Linked DNA regions of Mus musculus: region 1 is linked to region 2. The links are chromatin contacts, called in public Micro-C maps. All regions are on one chromosome and are shown on one strand. Each heading gives the region's core, a stretch centred on a gene start, on an enhancer-like site or on the middle of the called end of the contact. The rest is flanking DNA. Distances are from core to core; before and after follow the strand shown.

Region 1 (6,775 bases), core at 1,854-4,353, 380 kb before region 2:
GGTTTTGCTAGTTACATTTTAAATAATGAAATTATTGTAATTATTTTTATTTAAGGGCAAAATATCTGTATAGCTAATAGCCAAAGCTAACCAGAGTGCTTTAAAAATTAATGAATATTTATGAAGTTCAGGAGTAGCACAATACTGCCCCTGCCTGCTTCAGGAAAACAAATGTATTGACTCCGTTCTCCTAAAATAACCACCTTTAGTTATCGATGGTTAAAATAAATTTATTGCTAAAATGATTGTACATGATGTAATTTTTGCAATTCATGAGACTTGGCCCTGTTTACTAGGTTTAGATCTCTTTCCAAAAACTAAATCTGTTTTATCTTTTGACATGCCTGAATGCCATTTCTGTTCATTAATTTCCCATCTCAACATGTTTCTCTCTTAGTTTTCTGGGCTCCCCTCCCCCCTTGTTTTAGCGGTTCAAGTACATGGCTCAGGGTTTTCAGGCCTTCGTTTATAGCTGGTATACAGAAAGTAGCATCGTTACTCAGCACTTCCACTCGTCCTAATTTATCTACACACACTGGAAGCTGCCTGTAACATTTCCCAATGACAGTGACAACTGGACGTCAATAAAAGGACCCCACCCATTTCAACCTTGTTTGTATAAAGTTAATACTTGTGTATATTTCTTCTGTAACAGAGGTAAGGCTATTGGTCTGTTGTTGTTTCGTTTTGTTTTGGTTGTTGTTGGTTTTGGTTTTTTCCTAGCTTGTTAAGACAAGTTTTCTAGGCAGATTGCTGGTTAGCTTTAGGCTAGATTTTTTTTTTTTTTTTTAAATCATTGAACACCAGATAGACAAAGGAAAAGAAATATGATGTGAATTTAAATGATCAAAAATCCATTCTTTTAAGATAATTTTTGGTTCTCTAAGTTCAAAATTCTACAGTTTTTCTTCAAGTGAGTTTGTAACAAGAAAGATAGAATCATTTTCAACAAGCTAGCAAATTTAGGTCAAAATTTTCATTCCCTGTTGGGAGCAGGGTGGGATATGAGAGAGGGAGGGGCTGGAGGAAGGAACGGAGATTCTTGCTTCTGTTTGGAACTTATTGAATCCAAATCTCCGTATGTTTGACACTGATGCACCCTGCTCTGTGTGCCGGGCTCTGTGTGATTCCTGCTTGTTCTCCGTAAGCAGTGCTTAGTGCTACCTGCTAGGTGAAGGTGCTTGTTTGAGAAGATGCCAGGTTTAATCTGAGATTATTCCAGCTGCTCTTGATGTCTATCCTGTAACATGTTTTCACATGTCTAAGGCTTGCTGCTGCAGCTCAAAAAACAAAAAACAAACAAAACAAACAAACAACAGGAGCAAACAACAACAACAACAAAAACAAAAACCCTCAAACCTGTGTTGATACATAATTTATGTGTTTAGCCAAGAATGCGTTGTATGATAAGATTAGATAGGAGATACTCTAAAATCCTAAATAAATTAGCAAACTCTTGATAATAATTATAGTTTGATGTCTTAGTAACCACACTAGCAGAGTAGCCATTTTCCCTTCTAAAGTTGTCATGAACTTTCTTTGACCATGAAGATAGTAAAGGGAAGTTTACAGCTTGGACTTAACTTCATCTGGAACTGGTCTGGAATGAAGCTAGGCTTTGCATCCTAGACTAGGGGGGTCATAGTTTCGATTCCCATTGCCCATGGCAGGATGTTTAATTTCACTCCTGTGACTTAAAGACTTTATAGTGACGTTTGAAGAGTGGAATGTGGAAAGTATCTCCAGTTCATAGCAAAGTGGGGATTAGATGAATAATGCTCCACGTGACACTTTGCCCAGGACTTGTCACTGAGATAACTGGGAGGCATGCCACTGTGTCAGATGTGCCCAAGTCAGAGATTGTGCTGGTCTCTCACTCTGGCAATTATTTTTGAGCATGCGATGTGTTTTGGGGTCCTGTAGTTCTTTCTTTCCAAATCTGCTGAATATAAGGTAAAATGAGATTTTTTTTTTTTCTAATTGTCTTTTCTGCAACCTAGACTTGTTTTCTAAAAACCCAGACTGGGTATCCTGCTGTTTACAGGTGGAAACAGAGTTCCGAAAAAATCTTGCTTATGATTTTGGGGAAAAGTTATATTTCCTCCATATAGATTTATGTCTGAAAGCCAAGTGCCGCTTTTAGGAAAGAAAAAAAAGAAGTTCTGGTTTTGTTAATAAACAATACTAACTCAGTTCAAGATGGCCTCTGGGAATTAGATATGGAAGGCTTAGGCTGCTCTGATTTAAATGTCTGAGGTCTGCAGCACATGCGATGGCCACCCACCTAGTGGCTACATAGAATGTTTATTTTCTATAATTTCCTGATTTCTTTCAAATGTGTGTGTGTGTGTGTGTGTGTGTGTGTGTGTGTATCGAGTCTCTGTGCTTGGGAGCCTTGTAAATCTTTTCCTTGTCTCTTCTCTCTATCATTACAAAGCACCCCCACCTCCAGAGTTTTGTCTCATCGGGCCTCCTCTGGAGCTCCAGTATGTGGTTGTGGAGTGGTGGATACCACCCTAGGGACACAGATTGTCTGCTTTGATGGCCACTCACATGGTCTTTAAGGCCCAAGGTAGCCTTTATTTATTTCCCCAATATCCCATCTCAGAAAGGTTATTTTTACCAAATGATCTCAAGGGTAGAGATGTTCTAGAATAGGCATTCAAACTGAGGCTACACACAGGCTGTGGTTCCTGGAGAATCCACCACTCAGGGCCCCAAAGCCCTCTAAAACATTTTATGAACACTAGAGGGCTCACGATGAATCCCCCAATGCCTTTAAAAGTCCCAGAACCCCAATTAGCTAGTGCCTGTAACTACATCAGGCCCATTTCTATTGTAAGGGCAAAAAGAAGCTTTGGGGTAGGCTAAAAATGACAAGGATGGATGTCTCCCATCCTACCACTCCAAGGAGAAGACTATAGGACAAGCAGCTGAAAGGACACATACCCAGACCAGACTCTTGACGACTCCTGGGCAGTGGGCCAAGCACTGGACCAAGCACTGGGCATGGCTCCAGAGGCTGGGTCCCTGCCCAGGGCACTTACTGGTTCAGAGCCAGCAGAAAAGAGCAGTCTTGGCAGCAGGCAAGTGAGTTGAACAGATTGGGAAAGAGCAGAACCAAGCAGTCCAGGGCACTGTCTCACTAGGTCTGATCAGCCCACCAGCAGTGGGGATGGAGCCTCAGGCCTCCTGCTGCCTGGAAGTGGAGCTATGGGAGGTGGGGCTGGAAGTAGGATCCAGTCCCAGGAGTGGACAACACCCAGTGGCCCACCTCAGGGAAGCAGGAGAGAGATAGAGCATCATCATGCTGGAGAGAAAACCTTGGCGTGGTATCCTTCAGTGACATAGGATGTCTCAGACTAGCTTAGTGTATCAGTTTCATGCACCCCTGAGAGCCGAGTGGGTCCAAAGGTCAGGGTTCCCCAGTGCCCCTCTGCTGTGTAATGTCTATAAAATGTTGGGGCGCCCAGCTGAGAGGCTTCTTTGAGAGAGGAATGAAAATCTTTCCATCCTATTAGTTCATTTCTCCTTTTCAGTTCTTACACTAATTTTATAAGGGAACACACACAGACACAGACACACACAGAGAGACACACACAAATACACACAGACATAGACACGCACACAGATATATACACACAGACATACACACACACACACACACACACACACACAAGAACACACAGAGACACACATACAGACATACATACACACAGAGACACCCACATACAGACACAGACATACACATACACAGGCAGACAGAGACACACATACAAGTACACAGAGAGACACCCACACACAGACACCCACATATAGACAGACAGACAGACAAACACACACACACACACACACACACACAGACACACACACAGAAACACACATACACACACAGGCTCACACACAGAGACAAACACATAGAGACATACAGACATCCCCCCACACATACACACAGACACAGAAAGGCCTCAGGACAGCAGCGAGATAACCAAGAAAGGCTGGGAGGCCACCCACCTCCCACACTATAACACATCCCTGCTATTGCTATGAGCCACTGTGGCTCTTCTTTAAGGATGAAAAGGTGGGAAGCCATTCTTCCCTACTCCTAAAGGAAGATAAACAGGCAGTTTCAGAAATTTGTGGACATGGAGGAATGAATATAGGCAATGGTTTGGAGCCAACAGAACAAGAAAGAGAATCAAGTATGGGCTCCAGTTGGGCTTGAGTAATGGAAGACTTCAGCTGGCAGCTCCCATGGCTAACTGGAGAAATGCTTTTCCTTTTCTTTGAAAACAGCTACCAGACAGTCATGGTGGCACAAGCCTGTAAGCTCAGCAATTCCTAGGCTGAGACAGCAGATAAGACCAGTCTGGGTCCATGGTGAGACCCCGAGTTACCAAGCAGGCCAAGTCAGACCTAAAATCAGATCCTGACTATGTGGTAGAGAGGACTCTGTTTAGGGATTTGTTTTTAGGAGATCTCATAAGTGCTTTTTACATGTGCTAAATTCTGAGAGCCACAGACACATAGTTTAAGAAAAATATCTTCCTCCTTTTTTTTTTTAACTCATGAGAAAAATAGACTTTCCTTTCTTCTGCTATTTTTGGAAGCTTTATAATCTCTTGGTGGGATGCCTTTCTTTCTGTTTACCTTCAGATAAGATGGATTTCATGTTGGTAGAGCTGGCAGGAGAGGGTTACTGAAATGTCCTAATATGTCCACTAATAACCACAGTAGCCAAAGATTTCAGAATTCAGCTTTCTAAGTACTTAAATGTGCTAACTCCATCTTACAGATAGAAAAATGGGCACAGGCAGGTGAGACCTCATGCCTAGATCTGGTTGTGTGGGAAAATTCGATTGCAAAACAGGAAAGGGACAAGATGCCTCAAATCAGTGTGCTCGAATCAAGTCACTTAACCTCTCCTTCATTGGGCAGACTCCTTGAGTTAACTCATAGATTGTATTAGGAAGCCATTCCGTGGTTTCTACACACTGTTCTTGTTTGAGACCTCGGTGAACAGGTGAAAAGAAATCTCAAAGCTAGGCCCTGTTGCTGGGTTTATCTAGTGTTGATCTGGATGGTATTTGAAAATCATTTCTAAACACTCAAACCAACCGATAGAATATCTCTAAATGAACGGACATGAAAATCCAAAAAACAATTTCTTAAAAGAAAAAGCAATAAGTAGCTGCGATCCTACACGGCCTCTCTAGAGCTTTGAAGCTGGTTTTAAGAAATTGATTTGGTTCCATCCTTGCTTTATGAAGGGCCATAAAGCCTGCCTCCTCTTCCTGGCTCAGCTCCCTAGACAGGATTTCCAGCACTCGCTAGCACAGCTTTGCTCCTGTTGTTCCCAAGCTGAGAACACACCTTTCTGATGGGAGTGTTGCAGTTCAGTCCTCCTTGCACACTGCAGATGGTATCTTCTGTGGGAAGCCCCCTCATCCCACTTCCCCGGGGAAGCTTACTGTTCTCTGGGCTCCCACAAAACACAGCTACTCCGGGTTCCAGCGCTGTAACAAGACAAGAGGCTGCAACGGTTTGTCTCAGGAGCTCTTCCAGGCCAGCCAAACGCTGTGATTTACTTATCTTTATGAATGTCACGAACCAGCAAAGTCTACAGCGTATTTTAAGTGCTATATAACACTTGTTAAATGAATGAAAAGGTTTAAGTGGTGTGGGTTATTATTATTTTTTTATTAGAGTGAGGTGGGCTGTACAAGGGCATCACACTGGTTTTTAGGCAGCCAACCTAGAATTCTCTGTCATTCACTGTGATAAAAGACATGATCCTGAAGAAGTGGACATGATTTTATGCACATAAACTTCCTGCTTTTTCTGCAGTAGTATAAGCATTGCTAAAGAACATGATCTGATGAGATTACTCAACGGGTAAAAGTGCTACCTAGTGCAAGACTGGGGTCCTGAGTGTAATCCTGGGGGTGGGGGTGGGGGTGGGGACCATCATCCATGCATGTTTCCACCCCACTCACACACATAATAATAAGTTTAGATTTTTTTTTCTCAGAACATACCCTGGGATAGATAAGAAAACACAGCTAGACATTGGACAAGAACAGTTACCAAATCAGCGTGACTGGGAGCAGAACTCAGCTTGGTTTACCAGCTGAGCTGGATTCAGACTGAAAGACTTGAAGAACAACAATGCCTGCTGTTCATTTTGTGCTTTTCTGTGGTTATGAACGATGCTGTTTTTCCCCTCCGTTTCTCCAAAGATTAGGGATACTCTGCTCCCCTTAGCCATCCTGTGCTAACGACGCAGAGAGGCAGAGTAAGCAAACTGAGCGGAGACCTGTCTTCCCTTCTCTTGGCTAAGAACTTTATCGAGAAAAAAATGACACCCCATACTTCCACATGGTCACGTGTGCTAGAAGGAGTGGAAGTTCCGGGCCCAGTCTTTCTTTCCAGCCTTATCCAGAACAACACATGCTGCATTTCTTCCCTCTAACCACACAGGCATGGTTGGCTTCCCATTATAGACTCTTTTACACACTCTTCCCTTTGCCCACTACCCTTCCTTCCACTGCCCTTTGATTTTGTTAACTAAGATTAGTCTTCACACAGCAGGCATACTTTCCTTAAGTCTCTGGTCTAGCCTCTCTCACTGGCTCCTTGTCTTTCCCTCTCTTTTCCCAACTCCTTCTCTCTCACTTCTCTGTTTTGTTTTATTTGATTTTTGAGTCAGGGTCTCACAGTGTATCTCAGAGTGCTCTTGCTGGGGTTACCAGCAAGCATGGACACACACAGCACC
Region 2 (6,843 bases), core at 280-2,779:
CAGGTATTCACCACCACTCACTAGTTAATTAAAAATATTTTAGCCAGGTATGATGTGTCACACATGTAATCCCATGACTTTGGAGGCTAAGCCAGGAAAATCACTTTGAGTTCCAGGCCATTAAAATACACCGCAAGTTCTAGGCCAGCTTGGTCTACAGATTCAGACTCTGTCTCAAAAAAGGAAAAAACAATCTCACACACATAAGATAAATAAATAAATCTTTTTAAAAAAAGAGTGTACCACCATGCACAACTTATATTAACATTACCCAAAAAAATCCAATTACTCTACCAAAACTCTCAAGCTTTCTTGAGCATATTGCTAGAAATTGAACTAAATGGCTGGTATCTCCATGTCTGACAATAATATTTGTATTATCTGTGTTATTCATCTTGTCTTTTTTTATAGTTACTTTTTATTTAGTATCAGATATCAAGAATATAACATTTCGCATGGATAATAGAAATCTTTTTTAAAAATGTTATTTCTATCCAGAGAAGATTTTTTTTTTCTCCTTTGGGTATGCAGCTCATTTAAGGGCCCTAGGGATTCTACTCACAAAGTTCCAACCTGTGTTTTGAAGCTTGGTTTTGTTTACTGTAAGAATTGCTTTGTTTCCTGTACCCTAACATCTAGAGGATAAGTCTTCCAGATCATACCCCAAAACCCTTTGTGCTTCCAGGGCCTTGCTACCCTGATGCACCCTACAGAACCAGCAGTCACCCAGATGTCAAGCCCCTGTCTCTAGGCTTCCTTCTTCTTCTGACTCTTTAACCTACAAATCATCATTTTCTAACTGTGGTGTCTGTCAGCAGATATAGAATCTGTTTCTATCTTTCTAAGAGGAAACCTGGCTAGATATGAAACTCCTTTGAGCTTGGGAAGGAGACTGGAGTGGGGGATATAACAGCATCTACACAGCCTCCACTTAGCTTCTACATGCCTAGGCAGTCTCCCTTTAATCAGGACAAGGGGAAAATATGTATGCTGAGGAGAGTCTGTAGAAGCCAGAATGTTTGGATTCAAGAAGGATTAATCAATCCTTTGTCTGTCTGTCTGTCTGTCTGTCTGTCTTCCTTTCTCTCTCTCTCTCTCTCTCTCTCTCTCTCTCTCTCTCTTTCTTTCTTTCTTTCTTTCTTTGCTTTGGATAGGGTAAGTCAAACTTGGTGATATCTAAGTGCTATGTAATTTGAAATTCTAGGATTCTATTAAATGAAGCTGGGCTTCATTTAGGTTAATTTAGAAGTTTAATTAGAACTTAAAGTTTCTCCTGTAGTGATAAGGAGGCTTATCATCATAAAGAAAACTTCTGGGTTTTAATTTCAGCACAATAGCTCCCACTTGTAAAACACTGAACCAACTTCCATCCATAGTGTGCAATGGAATTGAAAATCTTATGTCCAGAACAAACTACTTGCAATATTATCTGCTAAGAATTCGCTTTTCTGTGAATCACTATGCAGTCATACAATGAAGCAGCTTTATCTCTGCCCTATCCTGTATTGTGGTTTTTATTATTTCTTACATATGCTTTGCAGGCTCTGGATCTTTTCCTCTTCATGATATTAGTAACTTCCCTTGTCCAGCCTTATGTTCCTGTATTCTTACACATTGTTTTTCTGTCTTCTCTTTCCCTTAACCCCATTTCCCACTTCTCTCCTCCAAGCTATAATTTCCACTGTGCTCTGTAGACCTTGTTCTCCATAGCATGGCAAGAGGAGGTGGTGTCTCTGGGTTCCCTTCTGCATTCTCCTTTATTGAATATTTGTCCAGCCATTGGCTTCCATTGAACCCCAGTTCTCTCTTTCTCGAGGGGATCTGTTTCTCCTGTAGCCTTCACTTTCCTCCTCATCTCAAACTGAGAAGTCAAGATCATGACTCCTTTACCATTTAAAACTCACCAGCTCCTTGCAGCCCTGGGTAATCCACCCCCGATTGTGTTAACCAAGTACTCCAGTACTCAGATACTGTCTGTTCTCACCCCAGGGACAAAACCACAGCATTGAGGCTTTCGTCAGTGTGATGACCACAAAGCCCAAAGGTACACCAAGCTCCTGACTCTTACTATTCACTCCCCTATTGAATTCACTTTGCTGACTCTGTGGGAGATAGTTGGCGTCTTCTTGTTTCATGACTCAGGCCCATCTCTCCTCAGTCATATCTCAGAGTAAGAACAGATATCATATGAAGAGAGACAGTTCATCTCTTTGTGACACCAATTCTGGAACTGACATTATCTGTCATTGCTTCTGTTGCAAAAGGAAAAGAGGACCTACCACTTTCCGATACTGACAACCTGTTCTTTTTCTCTGAATTGTAAACACTATTAGGATGTGAGTCTTTATTGTGACAGCATCTCTCTCTGACGTAGGATCTTCCATTATTTATCTCCTGTGTTGAGAGACTTCCCTTTTAGAGGTTATGAGCATACACAGTTCATAGAGATAAGTAGCCTAAATACTTGAAAAGATACTTCAGCTAATTTATAAAACTGTACAAAATAAAACTGCACTGAAATGCCATTTTTATCTTACTATACTGGCAAAAAGGTAAAAGTCTGAAACATGTGATATATGAGAAAGAAACACCATGTTTAATGAAGGCTGCCTTCCTCCAGTGCTAGAGTATTGAACCTGGGGCCCTTGGTCATGCTGGGTAAGTGTTCTATCCTGAGCTGTAACCCTCATCATGGAGGGGTCAGTTTCATATTGCACTGCTTGGGTGGGGGGCAGGGGAATTACAACTTTACTGAACATCAGGTTGATAGTATGTAGCAAAATTGTCAAGTCTATGATAGCCATGGACCTCAGTCCCTGATCTTAAGTTCATCCTATATCAGACTGTGCATCCTAGAGTGACTGCAAGACTTGGCTGTGCACTCTTCCTGGGTACTTCTGTCCAGATCCAAACCTTTAAACACCCCTTTGTAAACTACTGACCCTGAATTTAGTCCTTGAGCTTAGAAACTCCTCTGGCTACAGATCTGTGGCTATGGATTTTGACTCTCCTCTCAGGGTACCCCGATGCTGCCAATACACTGGCTGGGAGAAGACTGGGCAACTTTGGGAAGCGGTGGGGTCCACAGTCCTCCTGGGCATCAGATGCTGATGTATGCCAGGTCAAGAAAGGTGAAGTGGAATCTGGGGCAAACAGGATCTAGATCCAGTTGGCTTTCTGAGACAATCTTAGCTTGTGGTAACTTCTTTATTGGGGGTGAGTTTGAATTGAACACATACTTTATTCAGTGTGTATATATATATATATATATATATATATACATATGTATATATAGTTATATAGTTATATTGTTATATTATGAATATATATGTGTGTGTATATATATATATAGTTATATAGTTAGTTATATAGTTATATAGTTTTGGGGATGAGACTGTCCAGAGTGGCAAAAGGTAATAGGCTGAAAGCTAAGGCACTGAGATGCCTCATTTGCCTGGAGAGGAGCTCCCAGTATGGTGCTTCTGACTGACTACTTGTGACCACCAAGTTCAAGGCAGGCACAGAAACAGGGAGATAATTAACCCTACTCCTGCTGGTCACGGGATAAGATTCTAATCTCAAGTTTTGAGATGTCCATGTTTTGGTCATGCTCAACCTTGCCCATTCTATGCCAGTTCCTCTGGTGTCAGGGTCCATACGACCTACATGGGCCAGTCTGTTTACACAACCTATGTGCTGGGTTGATGGCACTTCAAACTTATAGTAGCCCAAATAAGATATATTTTTCATCTCCCCATCTACCCCCACAAATATCTATGTTCTCCCCCAGCTACCTTTCTCTGAATCTTTGATTTTACTTAACTGAACAATTTTGTATATTCCTTAAATTTTCTGTCTTTTGGTTAAGAGCCAGTTTTAACCCTTGGCTTTACACCACCTTCAGCATTGCTTCTCAAGGATGTTGGCCTCGCCTGCCTTCTCTAGTTTCAACTCCAACCTTCTCTCTTGCACTGGAGCCAACAGTACGGTTGCTTCTCACCATGGTCCCCACACCATCTCTCCCTTCCTTTGCAGGTCCTAGCTTCTTCTCCAGCTCCTACAAGGTGACCTTCTATCTGTTACTTCCATCTTGTTTAGCTCTTTGAATAAAACCCTGAGAATGCTAATTAAGCTCTCAAGTGACAATGTAGGATGCTGTGTATGACTGGGATCATGAGGCATAGCTGCAAAGAGAATGGAATGTCATATCTTGAATCAGCCAATTAGCCTGGAGGAACATTATCACTGGCCACTTTATGGCAAAATATAGTGTAGCTAGCCAGGAAGCACAGCAAGAATGAGATGTTCTCAAAAGGTACCATCTACCTGCTGTGGTAAGCCCCAAGTATCTTTCTGCCCGTGATGGATAACAGTCACTCTGTCAGGTGCTATAATGCTGGGTTTCTGGGGGTTGGACCTATGTCTTTGATGCATTTCATTATATCCAGTTTTTAACACTGGGATGAAAAGTCCAGAATCTGCTGCCCTCCATAACTAACTTGTGGTCTCTGACTGCAGTTTTGCCCTGATCTCTGCTAATTACTCCTCTGCTACTAACACTTTATTTTGGCATTATCTAAGCCAGAGTTGCCCTTTCTTTCTTTTGAGCTTCAGGTAACATCATTTAAGTTGTCTTTTGAACAAATCTGATCATGTTTGTTCAGTATCAAGTTCGCCTGAGCTTTTCGTTGGACTAAGGTGGCAGAAGTAAAGCCTCTATTCATACCCATGGGCTTCCTCACCATCGTCCTTTCACATTTTCATCATCTGTATATATGGAGATACATATAGTCCAAAAATATTTAAATATGGATGAAAAGCTGCTTCCAGAAATGTAATTGATTTTCAGTGATACAAAATTGTCCCTAAAAAAATCACGTGGTATTATGATGAAGCACATCTGTGGGGTTAAAAATTTAATAGGAATAATCTAGTGGAAGAAGATGAGGACTAGTAATTTACAAAAGACTTGCACTTGCATTGTTGTTGCAACAATTGTTACAGGTTTCCAATTATAATTACCATTATGATTAGGCAAATGGGATGAGATTTTTAATATGAAAATTACTGTAGACTCATTCTTCCTTTGTCTGTAAGAGGATTTGAGTATTAAAGCATCATTGTCTCCACCTGCTAGAGATCTTCTTGTAGCTGAGAAGACTCTCCCTGTGAGTGGCATTTATCAATAGGTCAGACAGGTCTATAGTTTACCCAAAGCCTTCCACACGAAAGCAAATCTCTCAAGTAGGAGAGCTTTCTTGTCATGTGGCAGCCAGTGGTTGCTCTTGTGGGAAGGCACAGGAAAACTGGCAGCTGAAGGAGAGCATATAGCAAGGTCTTCTGGGCCTGGAGGATGGGGACAATGTGTGTTCATCTACACTCCATTCTCAGTACCTCCCTGTGATGGTTGGGATATGCTTGGCCCAGATAGTGGCACTGTTAGGTGGTGTGGTCCTGTTGGAGTAGGTGTGTCACTGTGGGTGTGGGCTTTAAGACCCTCATCCTAGCTGCCTGGGAGCTACTCTTCTCCTAGCAGCCTTCAGATGAAGATGTAGACCTCTCAACTCCTCCTGCACCATGCCTGCCTGGAAGTTGCCATGTTCTCACCTTGATGATACTGGACTGAACCTCTGAACCTGTAAGATAGCCCCAATTAAATGTTGTTCTTATGACAGGTACCTTGATCATGGTGTCTGTTCACAGCAGTAAAACCCTAAGACACTCCCCAAGTTCATGACACATCAGAGGCTATTCTTAAATATTTACTAAACAACATAAATGATGACATGTAATTTATAATTATTTTTGAAATTCACATGTGCTAGGAAAATCAGGCATAGCCTAGCTATGTCCTCTACTTAGGGCGTTTCACTGGGCTTAAAGTCTTCTTAAGAATTGTCTGGGAGGGCTGGAGAGATGGCTGAGCTGTTAAAGGCTAGGCATACAACCAAATTGTATGCATTGTTTGGGAAGAGCCACTTCTAGCTCATTCATTCGTGTGGTTGTTTTCTTGTTGGTAAAACTCAGTTTCTCCTTGTCTGTCAAAATGGAGCCTCCCTTTGTTCTTTGCCATGTGGCTTATCCGTGTGACATCTCAGAACACGGTCACTTGCTGTGTCAGAGCCAAAAATGAGAGCATGGAGAATGCCAGCAAAAGAGAAAGTGTGCCAGTCAACAGACTAGGTAACAGCCTTGTACAGAGTCATGGAAGTGTCATCCCCTCACATGGCCACATTCAATTCAGTAGAAATGAGTCACTAAGTCTGACTGACCTACACACAAGAAGACTGGATTACACAGGGACATCAATTATTGAGTCAGTTTGAAAAGTTGCCTACCAACTTTTGATGGCTTTGTTAAGTTCTTTAAGGCCAGTAATTTTCGTTCTCAGGAGGCAGAGGCAAAGAAATCATAAGTTCAATGACAGACTGGGCTATATAGCAAGAATGTCTCAAAAGAAAAAAAAATCATGTTTGATAAGAAATAACAGGTCAGGGCTAGAGAGATGATGGCTCAGTGGTTAAGAACATTTGCTGTTCTTGTGGGGGACCTGAGTTCAGTTCCCAGCACCTAAATCAGACAGCTCAGCTTAAAGCTCCAGCTGTATAGGATCCAATGCTGCCTTCTTGCCTCCTCTGGAACACACATACATACACAAACACACACACACACACACACACACATGGGGAGGGGGAATAAAATTTATAAAAAGAGATAAAGAAAAAAAGCAATTCATTTTTTCTTGAAACAAACAAAACCAAATGCTAACACATAATTTAGCACCTGCATCAGTTATATTTTTTTAAAAAAAAATATTTCTAGATAGTTACACTGTAATAATTA

Evidence for each region. Hi-C and Micro-C count contacts between places; a contact is called where the count stands out from the background.
Region 1: a contact with region 2 is called in a Micro-C map of granulosa cells, with 2.6 times the contacts expected there. The contact joins two enhancer-like sites. A contact is called at or near these places in 1 of 15 datasets of contacts at CTCF or cohesin (large pre-B cells), 22 of 484 Hi-C or Micro-C datasets (the AML12 cell line, B cells, the C2C12 cell line and 15 more) and 10 of 115 datasets of contacts at active chromatin or transcription factors (the NIH/3T3 cell line, T-cell acute lymphoblastic leukemia, differentiating embryonic stem cells and 7 more).

The regions. Positions count from the first base shown.
Region 1 is chr13:91,361,734-91,368,508 of GRCm38.p6, reverse strand. No RefSeq gene overlaps it. Among named protein-coding and RNA genes, the nearest start is that of A830009L08Rik, 23 kb to the left of the region's middle. Within about 2 kb of position 3,103, at least 100 of the 459 cell types and tissues checked have an H3K27ac peak or open chromatin away from gene starts, as enhancers often do. A contact at or near this core is called in the C2C12 cell line and granulosa cells, where this site is marked.
Region 2 is chr13:90,976,642-90,983,484 of GRCm38.p6, reverse strand. The region is part of intron 5 of Atg10 (autophagy related 10); the gene reads left to right. Among named protein-coding and RNA genes, the nearest start is that of Gm46434, 48 kb to the right of the region's middle. Within about 2 kb of position 1,529, at least 31 of the 459 cell types and tissues checked have an H3K27ac peak or open chromatin away from gene starts, as enhancers often do. A contact at or near this core is called in the C2C12 cell line and granulosa cells, where this site is marked.